Regions from separate parts of the Zea mays genome. Here region 2 is linked to region 1. A link is a contact called in public Hi-C data. All regions are on one chromosome and are shown on one strand. The core of a region is the stretch at or near the end of the contact, and the rest is flanking DNA. Distances in the headings are between cores, read along the strand shown. Region 1 has its middle 180 kb from the start of TRNAC-GCA. Region 2 has its middle 190 kb from the start of LOC100216896.

The links. Hi-C and Micro-C count contacts between places; a contact is called where the count stands out from the background.
Region 2: a Hi-C map of leaf shows a contact between it and region 1, with 2.7 times the contacts expected there. The contact joins two enhancer-like sites. A contact is called at or near these places in 10 of 25 Hi-C or Micro-C datasets (bundle sheath, ear, endosperm and 3 more).

What each region holds. Positions count from the first base shown.
Region 1 is chr4:112,740,068-112,745,816 of Zm-B73-REFERENCE-NAM-5.0, reverse strand. No RefSeq gene overlaps it. Among protein-coding and RNA genes, the nearest start is that of TRNAC-GCA, 180 kb to the right of the region's middle. Within about 2 kb of position 3,561, at least 19 of the 20 cell types and tissues checked have an H3K27ac peak or open chromatin away from gene starts, as enhancers often do. A contact at or near this core is called in bundle sheath, leaf and leaf mesophyll, where this site is marked.
Region 2 is chr4:113,018,020-113,023,768 of Zm-B73-REFERENCE-NAM-5.0, reverse strand. No RefSeq gene overlaps it. Among protein-coding and RNA genes, the nearest start is that of LOC100216896, 190 kb to the left of the region's middle. Within about 2 kb of position 3,593, at least 8 of the 20 cell types and tissues checked have an H3K27ac peak or open chromatin away from gene starts, as enhancers often do. A contact at or near this core is called in bundle sheath, leaf and leaf mesophyll, where this site is marked.

The DNA of each region.
Region 1 (5,749 bases), core at 2,312-4,811:
GGGGAAGCACCTGAGCAGTTGGATTTGCAAGTATAAAGCAAGTCGTGTCCTTATCACTTTCTTTGACCTAATAATATTTCTGATCTCACCAACACTTGCACTGTTAGGTTAGCTTGATGGGATCTAATATGTTACCTAGTTTTGTTTACCCTGTACCTTGTATACAAATGAATTATTGGGTTATCTTGTTATTGCTCTACCTAGTTTTTGAAATTAATGCTATATATGAATTATGGTCATGCTTTATTATTATTGCCAACATATTCTTTATTGTTCATGATAAGATCATTTTGTTAATTGGAACATGGAGTGACCACATGAGACAACAGTACTACCACAAGGGTGGAATGGGACACCCTTAGCCAATTAATTAGAAAAGCTAGTAAGCGATTACCTTACCCGAAAGGTCAAGCGGGGTGTGCATCGCTACAGAGCATAGTGCTGGATGTAATTACTGCGATCGGGTCACAGAATGTGGAACAAGGCCTATGCTCCCTTCTTCCTAAAACCGTAGTGGGTTTTGTCAAGCTAGTGGAACTTCGTAAAGGACTTGTAGTAGATACCTAAACCCAGGCTAAAAAGGAAACACATCCTATGGGTAAAGATGTGCAACCTCTGCAGAGTGTAAAACTGGTATATTAGTCATGCTCACGGTCATGAGCAGTTTGGACCCTCACATTAGTAATTTATGGAATTAAAGTTAGTCTGTCATGCATTGCATCATGGGATTTCAATATTGATCAAGTATTTAATTGAGATGGTATTTACTTATACTTAGTAATTGCTAATAAATTTTTTATCAATAAAATTAAAAGTAATGCTCACCCTTAATCATTTCATTAATAAGCCATACACTACACTATTACCCACACTTGTTGAGCAATGACCGTATGAGAGCTCACTCTTGCTTTAACCACACTAGGTAAAGAACATTTATCATCGGAGGAAGACCATGAAGATGAGTTTGGAAAGGTCTAAGCCATCATCTCCTAGTCAACTATGGATGTGGAGGATCATTGTCATCATATGGTGTAATTTATTTAATTATTTCGTACATAAATTATATTAATTAATAAAGATATAACATTGTTTTCTATACACTGAGTCATCATATTGTGAGACTTGATCCTAGCACACATGTGAGATGCATCTGGATTTGTCCTTAAATCCAGGTGTGACACCGAGTGTCGTATTGGAAGCCAGCGAGTTGGGACCGGAGAAGCGACCGTTGGCGGCAAAGAGGTGCCGGGGAGGGGAATGGAAGCGAGCAGCCTCCTCTCGAGGCCACCACCGTGGCTTGTAGAGGGCTTGGATTTTGGGGTGCCAATGGATCACAATCCAAATATTTCTTCGCAATAAGTTAGGGTCCTTAATAAATTTTAGTTCAAAAATGAATAGGAATAGAGCCCGATCATAATCCGATTCGTTTCTTAAATTTTATAGTGTAAAAGTTAGAGTCCATTACCGCCTCTACTTGGATTTGAGGCGCGCTTCCATTGGAAAGGGTGCAAAACTAATCTGATTTTTAGTTAATAGAACATTGGGTGCGCGTTCCAGTGCCTCAGAACTCTTGCAAGTTTTTAGTGTAAGGGCTAGTTTGGGAACTCCATTTTCTCAAGGGATTTCTATTTTCCCAAGGGAAAATAAACTAATTTCCCTTGAGAAATATAAATCCCTTAGGAAAATGAGGTTATCAAACTAACCCTAATACTGTGAAAGAACAAAAAACTATTGGATATAAAACATTACACATAAAAAAGACAATGGGATCCAACGGACAGAACGACACCGGCACACCGCAAAGACAACATTATCATAATGCCACTTTTGCTTTGACAAACAACTTCAACACAAATGCATATACCTTAATCTATGACATAATTAACCTGGTAAATAATTTCCAGATATCCTAAATCACACATCAGTTCGATAATAAATTTAGGACGCTTGATATTAAGCTCCTTACTTTTGGTGTACACTCGTGCACCTTTTGCTTGTAGACGCGCTTATGTAGGCCTAGAATTTTTCCCATCAAATGAAAACATGTACATCATGGATACAACTGTTGTACCGAATTATGCCGATGCTCTGGTGGTCAAGCACAAAAGGTTGTACTGAAGTAAGCCATGTCTAGCAAAGTCCTATAAATTTTCGGGGGTGTTTAGTTCTCCTGACTAAAGTTTAGTTCGTATCACATCAAACATTTGAATATCAATTAGGAGTATAAAATAATTAAGTTTAACAAATTTGTCACATCTTTTAGTTTTAATCTGTCAGACTATATTTAATACTCGTAATTTTCATTCAAATATTCAATGTGACATGAGCTAAACTTTAGCTTTGTCATAAAAATGGACATAATCCAAGAAATACCAAACAGATTTAATCCCTGGTAAGCTGCAGCAGACATCATCATCATGTCATGATTGATCATTGCCTAACCGATGCAAATAAGTGCTGGTGATCCTTGTGCTTATGCCGACAACATGCCACAAAGTTAAGTAAGCAGTTAATTCAAAAGGTGAATTAATTCCAACTCCGATCAAGAAAGACAAGACATGAGTCAAATATTGTAATTAGAATCTGTGTTTCAAGCTTGTTTGTCCAAGCCCAATCAAACAAGGATGAAACAATGCATCTGCGACACCGTGCCATGTTGGCCATAGAAAATTATGCAACAAATGGACTATATAAAGTCTGCAGCATGAATTTCATTATTATATTATAATTTAGACATCAGCTAATGACAATTAATACTAGGTGATTGACCTATAACCTATATATTGTTATCCTAAATGGCCGTTTAGACCGTTTAAACGCCATTTAAATGTTACTCAGTATAATCTGTTTATGCCGTTTAATCCGTTTAATCAAGTATAATCCGTTTTTTAGTTCGTTTCAACGTCTGTGTAATCCGATGAAACGTTAATCAAAGGATGACCGACTGTTTACCGTTTAGGATAACATGTTTACATGCGGTATAATTTTTTAGTGGTAGCCCAAATAGAAAAGGTACACTAGCTAGTCTATTATCTAGGGAACTAGCTAGTCTATTATCTAGGGAACTAAACACTCTACTATTAGCTAATTTTTAGCTCGGATAGAACAAACAGGACCTTGTTGTATTGGTATGGATGAGTATGGTGTTTATAGCAACAATATTGTTAAATCATGTTTAACCATCGTATATTGCACGTGCTCTAAACAACTCCTGTTTCGAGGGTTTCCTAGTTTTGCGGTTAGTGTCGTGTGCCCAACTGCCGACAAAGCCATGGCAGTAGGAACATAGCAGCTTCCAATCGGACGCGGCGAGCAAACGCGATGGATCCGCCCAGAATGCGTGCCTGCTTTGGACGCAAACCTCACCTAACCATTGGTCGCCGCGCCTGCTCGTCTCTTCTACCACCCGAACACCGAGCAGTGTCAGGAACCGAGGCAGCACGTGCCGCCAAGCCGGACGGTGGGTGACTCGGATCCTCGTCACGCGCTCCTCTGGGTCCGGCGCCCACGCCAATCAGACGCAGATCGCACCGACACGACGCTCCTGGAACGCCCGTCTGGCCACACGGCCACACCGACGTGTGTCGTTCGTGACGCGGCGAGCGCGACAACTCTAGTACTGTTGGTTGACTCCTGCAACTCCAGACTCAGAGCGCGTCACGCCGGCCCGGACTGCCTTACCTGACGTTACGTCACGTAGCTGCGGCATCGGCACCAACCAACAAGGGAAGCCACCCGGCCCCTAGCCGTTCCACCGGATTTGGAGAAGTAATTTTATTTGACAAGCTGGAAAGCGCTTTACGAGTAAGATCTCAAAGAGTATCTAATCCTGACTCCTTACCGCGGGATAAGTTCCTTTCCCCACACTTATGTAAACGAGAAAAAAATCTTCTCCGACGAGTAAATGGTACAAGGAAGCATTTTTTATCCCTGTTTCTGTGAGAGCTCGTTAAACTTTCACGTGACGATATATTTCATGTAATAATTAATGAAAAAAATAAGTAATCATTTTGTCACGAGATCATTCATTATGCAAATGTTTTCATTTTGATGTACATATAATGATTTTTTACATTTGATAACATATAAGTGACAATGTTGTACATTAATGACAAAGGAAGTATGTCCTAATTATAATTTAAGCTAGAACAAAGATTCCCGTCGGAGATTTATCCCTGCGAGGAATGGGGATGGAAAATAAATGTCCCCCGCAAGCGTTTGTTGGGATCACTGCGGGGAAATTTCTTGTAGCAGGGACAAGGATGGGAAGCTTCCCGTTGCCATCCCTATTTATGAGTGACTTGCAAAACTCTCTTTGCCTGTTTTTGATCAGCATTTTGGCCGGAGAATGCATTGCAGGCTTTCACGGTTTCACCTCTCTTCTTTGTAGGAAGGCACGTAAAAAACCCCAATCCTAAGAGTCCCGAGATCTTTAACCTCCAGATCCGACGGTGGAGGCATGTGCGGGCAGGGTGTAGTTACCTCTTTTTTCGCCACTGCCTGTGAAATAGATCCAGTAGTAATAGAAGCATCTAGGGGTTGTTTGGTTTGCTGCATAAGGCACCACAACATGCCTAACTTTTCTGCCTAAGCTTAGTTCTTCAATTCGAACGACTAAGCTTAGGCAGATTGTGGCGCCTTAAGTAGAAAACCAAACAAACTAGTATTTTGTTAACTTGTTCCTTATAAGCTAATAATAAATAGAAGAATGATGAATAAAATGTTCCATCAATGTTGGATGAAATAATCTAAGGGGAGGCACACACGCTTCGAAGGAGCGTCGTTGTCCCAGCGTCTTCGCCAGCATTACTACACATGTTTCAGCGTTCCGATGGTTAGATCCATCATCCCTTCGTGTTAAACCATCGTTCACTTGGTTGGTTCTATAACCTTGCCTTGAGTCGTCATTGTTAGTGTGGCTGGTTATTGTGTCGGTGGCGGGATGGCGATTCTCTGGTTTATATCTATCATTCTATTGGATCCAACATTCCTGTGGCTAGACCTTGTCTCCGGAAAAATGAGGTCGCGAAGAGTGTGCTGGCAGAGTGGATGTGTGAGGGCGATAGGGGTGACACGACGACGCTAGAATGGATACTACACTCAACACGGGGTTGTGGGGATAGATATCCCCTAGGTATCCATGGGCCAGATTCAGTTTACAGGCCTCCAAATGACCTCAACAGGTCAGATGAGCAGGCCTTGTAGACTAACCAGTAAGTTCAAACTAGAGGATAACAATGCGGAGCTCAAAGACAATGGTGTGACTATTTTGTAACTAACTTCCGCACAGGCAGAGAAGATAAGTCAACAGAATCACATGTTTGCATGCTAGTCAGAGTCGGTGCCACAGATATAGACGTATCAATAGTAATATGTTTGGTCCCATGTAACCCTAACCTCGTCGAGATATATAATGCGGGTTATGGATCCCTACAAAATGATTGGATCCTCAGATAGGCATAGCTAGAGCATAGTTCTTAGGTATTCTGTAACCTCGAAATCAGGAGTAATTCTATCTCATCATCACACATGACGTAGGATTTTACGCATCTCTGTGGCATGAACCTGTATAGATCCTTGTGTTCTGTTATGCTTTACATGAACCATTGAGCTAATCGTCGATCTCGCCAACCACAAAATCACTACGTGATACATCTCATAGTGTGTTGCTGGTGCTAAACATCGATAGCTTGAGCTCTAGTGTAAGATCTAGGACACCGGCTAGAGGGGTGAATAGACGGTTTTGACA
Region 2 (5,749 bases), core at 2,344-4,843, 280 kb before region 1:
CTCGATATGGTCTTTACGAATATTTGGTTATGTCCTTTGGTCTGACTAATGCTCCAGCTCACTTCATGTATTTAATGAACTCTGTGTTCATGCCGAAGCTCAACAAGTTTGTGGTTGTGTTTATTGATGATATCCTGATATACTCCAAGAGCAAGGAAGAACATGCATACCACTTACGTATTGTTCTAACATGGCTCAGAGAACACCAACTATATGCTAAATTTAGCAAATGTGAGTTTTGGTTGAATAAAGTTCAGTTTCTAGGCCATGTCTTGTCTGCCGAGGGTGTTGTTGTTGACCCGAGCAAGGTCAAGGATATCCTCGATTGGAAACCTCCCACTATTGTACATCAAGTCAGAAGTTCTCTTGGAATGGCAGGCTATTATCGTCGCTTTATTCTAGATTTCTCTAGAATAGCCAAGCCTATCACCGAATTGCTCAAAAACCATGTCAAATTTGTTTGGTCACCTGAGTGTGACAAAGCTTTTGAGAAGCTGAAGGAGCTATTGATTACATCACCAGTGCTTGCTCAACCAGATATTGCAAAGCCATTTCATGTGTATTGTGATGCTTCTGGCATTGGCATTGGATGTGTAGTGATGCAAGAAGGCCGCGTGATTGCCTATGCTTCTCGACAACTCAAGCGTCATGAAGCGAATTATCCAACCCATGATATTGAGGTGGCTGCTGTTGTTCATGCGCTCAAGATTTGGCGACATTATTTGCTAGGTAATACATGTCACATTTACACTGACCATAAGAGTCAGAAGCACATTTTTACCCAGTCCAAATTGAACATGAGACAGAGAAGGTGGCTAGAGTTGATTAAAGATTATGATCTTGAAGTTCATTATCATCCTGGCAACGCTAATGTTGTGGCAGATGCTCTTAGCCGTAAGTCTCAGTGTAACTGTCTTTCGGCAAAACCTTTAATTGTTACCTTGTGCCAGGAAATGGAAAGGTTGAATTTGGAAATAGTTCATCAAGGAACCATAGCTAATCTCATTCTTGAATCAACTATCCAAAGTCAAATTGTTGATGCTCAAAATGTCAACAAGGGAATAGCTCATATCAAGGAGCGAGTTGTAGCAGGAATGGCTACATGTTTTAGAATTGATGAAAATGGTGTTCTTTGGTTCCAAAACCATTTGGTAGTCCCAAAAGTTCCTGAGTTACGTCAACAGATACTTGATGAAGCTCACTTATCCCGATACTCCATTCACCCAGGAAGTAACAAGATGTATCAGGATCTGAAACAAAGGTTTTGGTGGACCAAAATGAAGATTGAAATTGCTCTCTATGTCGCCAAGTGCGATATTTGTCAAAGGGTGAAGGTTGTGCACTTAAAATCTGCCGGACGACTACAACCATTGCCTATTCCAGCTTGGAAGTGGGAAGACATCAGTATGGACTTCATCGTCGGTTTGCCCAAGACATCGAGTGGGTATGATTCTATTTGGGTCATCGTGGATCTTCTTACCAAGTCAGCCCATTTCATCCCCGCCAAGAGCAATTGTCCTGTTCTCACTTGTGCTCAACTGTACATCGCCCGTGTCGTAAGTCTGCATGGAGTACCTAAGACAATTGTGTCAGATAGAGGTCCACAGTTTGTCTCCAAGTTTTGGGAGGAGTTGCATAAGTCATTGGGCACTAAACTGATTCACAGTTGAACCTATCATCTCAAACGAGTGGGCAAACAGAAAGATCAGATACTGGAAGACATGTTGAGGGCATGTGTTCTGGTCTTTTCAGAAAAATGGGATGAATGTCTCCCTCTTGCCAAATTTTTTTATAATAACAATCATCAAGAGAGTATCAAGATGTTACCCTTTGAAGCTCTGTATGGTAGAAGATGCAGGACTCCTTTAAACTGGTCTGGACCTGGAGAAAGATGTTTCTTTCGACCCGACCTGGTAAATGAAGCTGAGGAAAAGGTTCAACTTATCCAACGCAACCTGAAGATAGCACAGTCTCGTCATAAGAGTTATGCTAACCGAAAGCATCGACCCTTGGTGTTCAAGGTTGGTGATTATATCTATCTAAAGGTATCACTAATGAAAGGTGTTAATCGCTTTGGCGTCAAAGGAAAACTCGCACCTCGCTATATTGGTCCCTTCGGAATTATTCAACAGTGTGGACCAGTAGCTTATCGCCTTCAGTTGCCAGAGCATATGTCCGCAGTTCATAACGTGTGCCATGTATCACAATTGAAGAAATGTCTTCGAGTGCCAGAGCAAGCTATGGATGTCTCAGAGGCCAATCTCGAACCGGATCTGACTTATTCAGAATATCCAATTCGAGTATTAGATTAGAAGGATCGCATCACTCGAAGGAGAACAATCAAGTTTTATAAGGTGCAATGGAACAAACATTCTAAAGACGAAGCTACTTGGGAATCTGAAGATTTTCTTGTGGAGAATTTTCCAGATTTTCTTGCTTTGGTTTAAAAAACTTACAGTATTGTAATGTAATCGCTAGCCAGCAAGTGCAACTTGGTACATCATCCGGTTGGTGTGTAAAGAATTTCGAAGTGGTTGTGAATACTATCTTCTTCTTCTCCTCCTAACCTAAGCCTTTAGTTGTTCTTAAATCTCGGGGCAAGATTTCTTTTTAGGGGGGTTGTGCTATAACAACCTAGGTGTTAAGCGCCACTAAAATTTAAGCATGACATCATCTTGAGCATCAGCATCCCATGTGATTATTCTAAAAAGGTTAATCATGTGTTGCATTCACTTTAAAATAATATAACTTGTAATGCTTATGCATGGTTTGTGATGAAAATGTGTGTCAATTTGATAAAAGCCGTATTTAAGAATCGAAATTTTATTTTATGTTCTCAGGTAAAATAAAACTGGAGAAAGCTCTATTTTTATTTCTTGGTACAAAAAGTTTGTTTTGTTACCAGATAGGTCATTTGGGCGAGTAGCAAGGGGCTAGTCACTAAATAAATTACCAACATGGGGTAACAATAATTTTAAGAATCAAAATTAGGTCTTGCGGCTTGTGTCGCACTAGTTCGGATCAACATGTATCTGTTGATAAAAAATTGAATCCGAAATTGAGTCAAATAATAATTATTTAATTTGTTGTAGTATGAATTTTAGTCTAGATGTGTCATAATCTGAAAATCAAACCTTGGAGTGTTTATTGCATTAAAATGTATATCGACAAGGAGGTTATATATATTAAAAAAACAAATTTCTCTCTTATCCCATCGCTCAGCCATCCATGCCATGTACGTCTCCTCTCCCTAGAAAAACCCCGTACATCCTCATCCTTATTCCTGTGATGTACAGCTAACTTGAAAAAAAATCCTCAACCATCCTCATCGCCCTTATCCAGAATACGATCATCACTAGAAAATCTTCCCCACCGCCCATATCTCCCTCTCTTATCCTCTCACGTTACTCTTTCCTGTTTCCAGAATCCACTCGACACGGTTCCTGGTACCATGGTCGCCTCCTATATTCATCTGATGAAGCTCGGCTCCCTGGGAAATCCTTCGTCAACGCCCTTACCTGGATGTTTCTCCCTTGTGCGGGCAAGCCGTCCGGCGCCTGCAGGGATCCCTGTGGGTGCTCCATCCGTTTCCTTTCGCCTACAGCAACCTCGCTGGGCCGCTTTGCGACTGTGTTCAGCCCCGAGCCATCGACCACTGTTCCCAACAGCGCCGCGCTTCTCTGACCCTGACCCCAAACATCACAAGGACCTGCACGCGTGCTCCTCATCGAAGCGCTCGACAAACCTTGCCTCGCCAACGTCTCGCCAAGTTGTCAGACCCGTCCTCGAGTTTGGTGGAGTCCCAAGCTTGCACGCCGTCAACTCCCTGCTCGCCTCGCTTCGTTGTCATCGTTCACTATCTTCGTCCTCATCGTCTACCCCACCGATTCTCACGCCCAACTGGCCATCGTGCTCGGCGTGTTTTCCTCCGTGCAGATTCGCATGTTCCTTTCACTCCATCCGCTAGTCGTGTGGTAGAGAAGGTATAGTTGTTTGTTTGTTTGTATGTGTGGATGCAGGAGAAAAATCTGTTAGTAATGTAGTTTCGTGCGTCATAAGTTAGGTGTTTGGCGTAGTACATGAGTCGGGTTTGTCGCCATTTTCACGAATCTCAGCTTGGCCTTGGATTGCGTAGGCAAATTAGCTCACAGAATAATTTGAATAGATTGGAAGCGTGTTCAGTTAATCTATAAATTACCACTTAATTAAAAATACACTTACCTCTAATGAAATAAGTAACTAAATAGAAGTTTTAAAGTAATTAATTTGTTGCTCTGATTTTGGGTTTGTCTGAAGTCCATGGACCACAATTCAATAAGTTGACCCATGGCGTGTGTTTTATTTTGTCTCGGGTTCGACTCCTCTCGTTAGAGGAGTAGCTAGAGTTTTATTAAAGATTCAGGGTAAAAGTGTGCTGTGTCGGAGAGCTGCACGCAAATGTTATTATTTTAGATCCTTTATCCACTATGTGTTCATTTCATCATCGCATCATGATCATAGCATGCATCTTTACTTTATGTGTAGATCACGTTATCGATGGATCAATCGTCTACTGGAGTAATTTCTTGGAGGCTGGTCATCACCCTGAAGACTTGTGGCAAATTATTTTTGTTGGGGACTTGTTCTCAAATGCTGAGTTAAGAACAAGGCAACACAAATGTTAATGGTTAAAGACCTTCGTCTTTCGAAGCATTATCTCCCTGCGGATATAATGATCTTCAGACGAAGGTTATGAAGGACATACCTTCATAATTTCAGTATGTAATAATGAAAGCAGAAACATATGAAACATAGAAAAGAACATGTTAATCACATTAAACCATCAGATTATTTGTGTTCTCATTATATAATCATGAACAAGCATTGATGATATTAATTACATTTGTACCTTCGGCTTAACAGGAGGTGAGAATCCAAGAACGACGTGCAAGTGATTACAAGTCAGAGTGAACAGTACGGTGTTATTGTTCATCTATTTATAGGCACAGGACGCAGCCTGGGTAAAATTACATCCATGTCCTTGACACTTACTACTGACTAAGGAGTAATCATTCGAGGACTTGGCAGTATATTCTCCTTTAGGTCGGTTCCATTCTCCATCACCGCCCTTGCGCTAAGCCGAAGCTTCTTCATCCGTAGCTTCGAAATTGATTCATCCTTCTCCTGGATCGCTCCTTTCATGTCGTGCACACCTTCATCTCAAAGCCGAAGGTTCCTGTGACAGTATATTATACTTGGAAAGAATGTTAGTCGTGTTTTTGAGGACCTTCAGAAGATGAAGGCCCCCAACAGTAGCCCTCGCAATATTAATTTGTTCTTGTAACAACAATTTCAGACTGCGACATGAACGAAGGCCTTAAGCCGAAGGTCCGAAAAAACACCTTCCCTTCGCTAGAATAGCGAAAGTCAAGGACAAATGGGGCCCGTCAAGTTGCAATGCGCTAGGTGTATAAATAGAAACCCACAACAACAGCATTTGTTACGCCATTTCTGTTCCTCGTGTTATTTTCTCAAATTTTTAATTCTCTTGCCATCAACTCTTTCTTGATTTTCAATCTTTGTGATATATTGGAGTTTTGAAGAAATGTCTGAGGAGAAGAAGATGTCTGAGGTGACGAAGGTGGCCGAGGAGAAGAAGGTTGTGGACCCTTTTATTGCTGGGTTTTATGAATCTATGACAAAAACAAATACAGAGAAGATTACCAAGAAGATAATGGCGGATTTATCTGAAGATTCTGATGACAGTAAT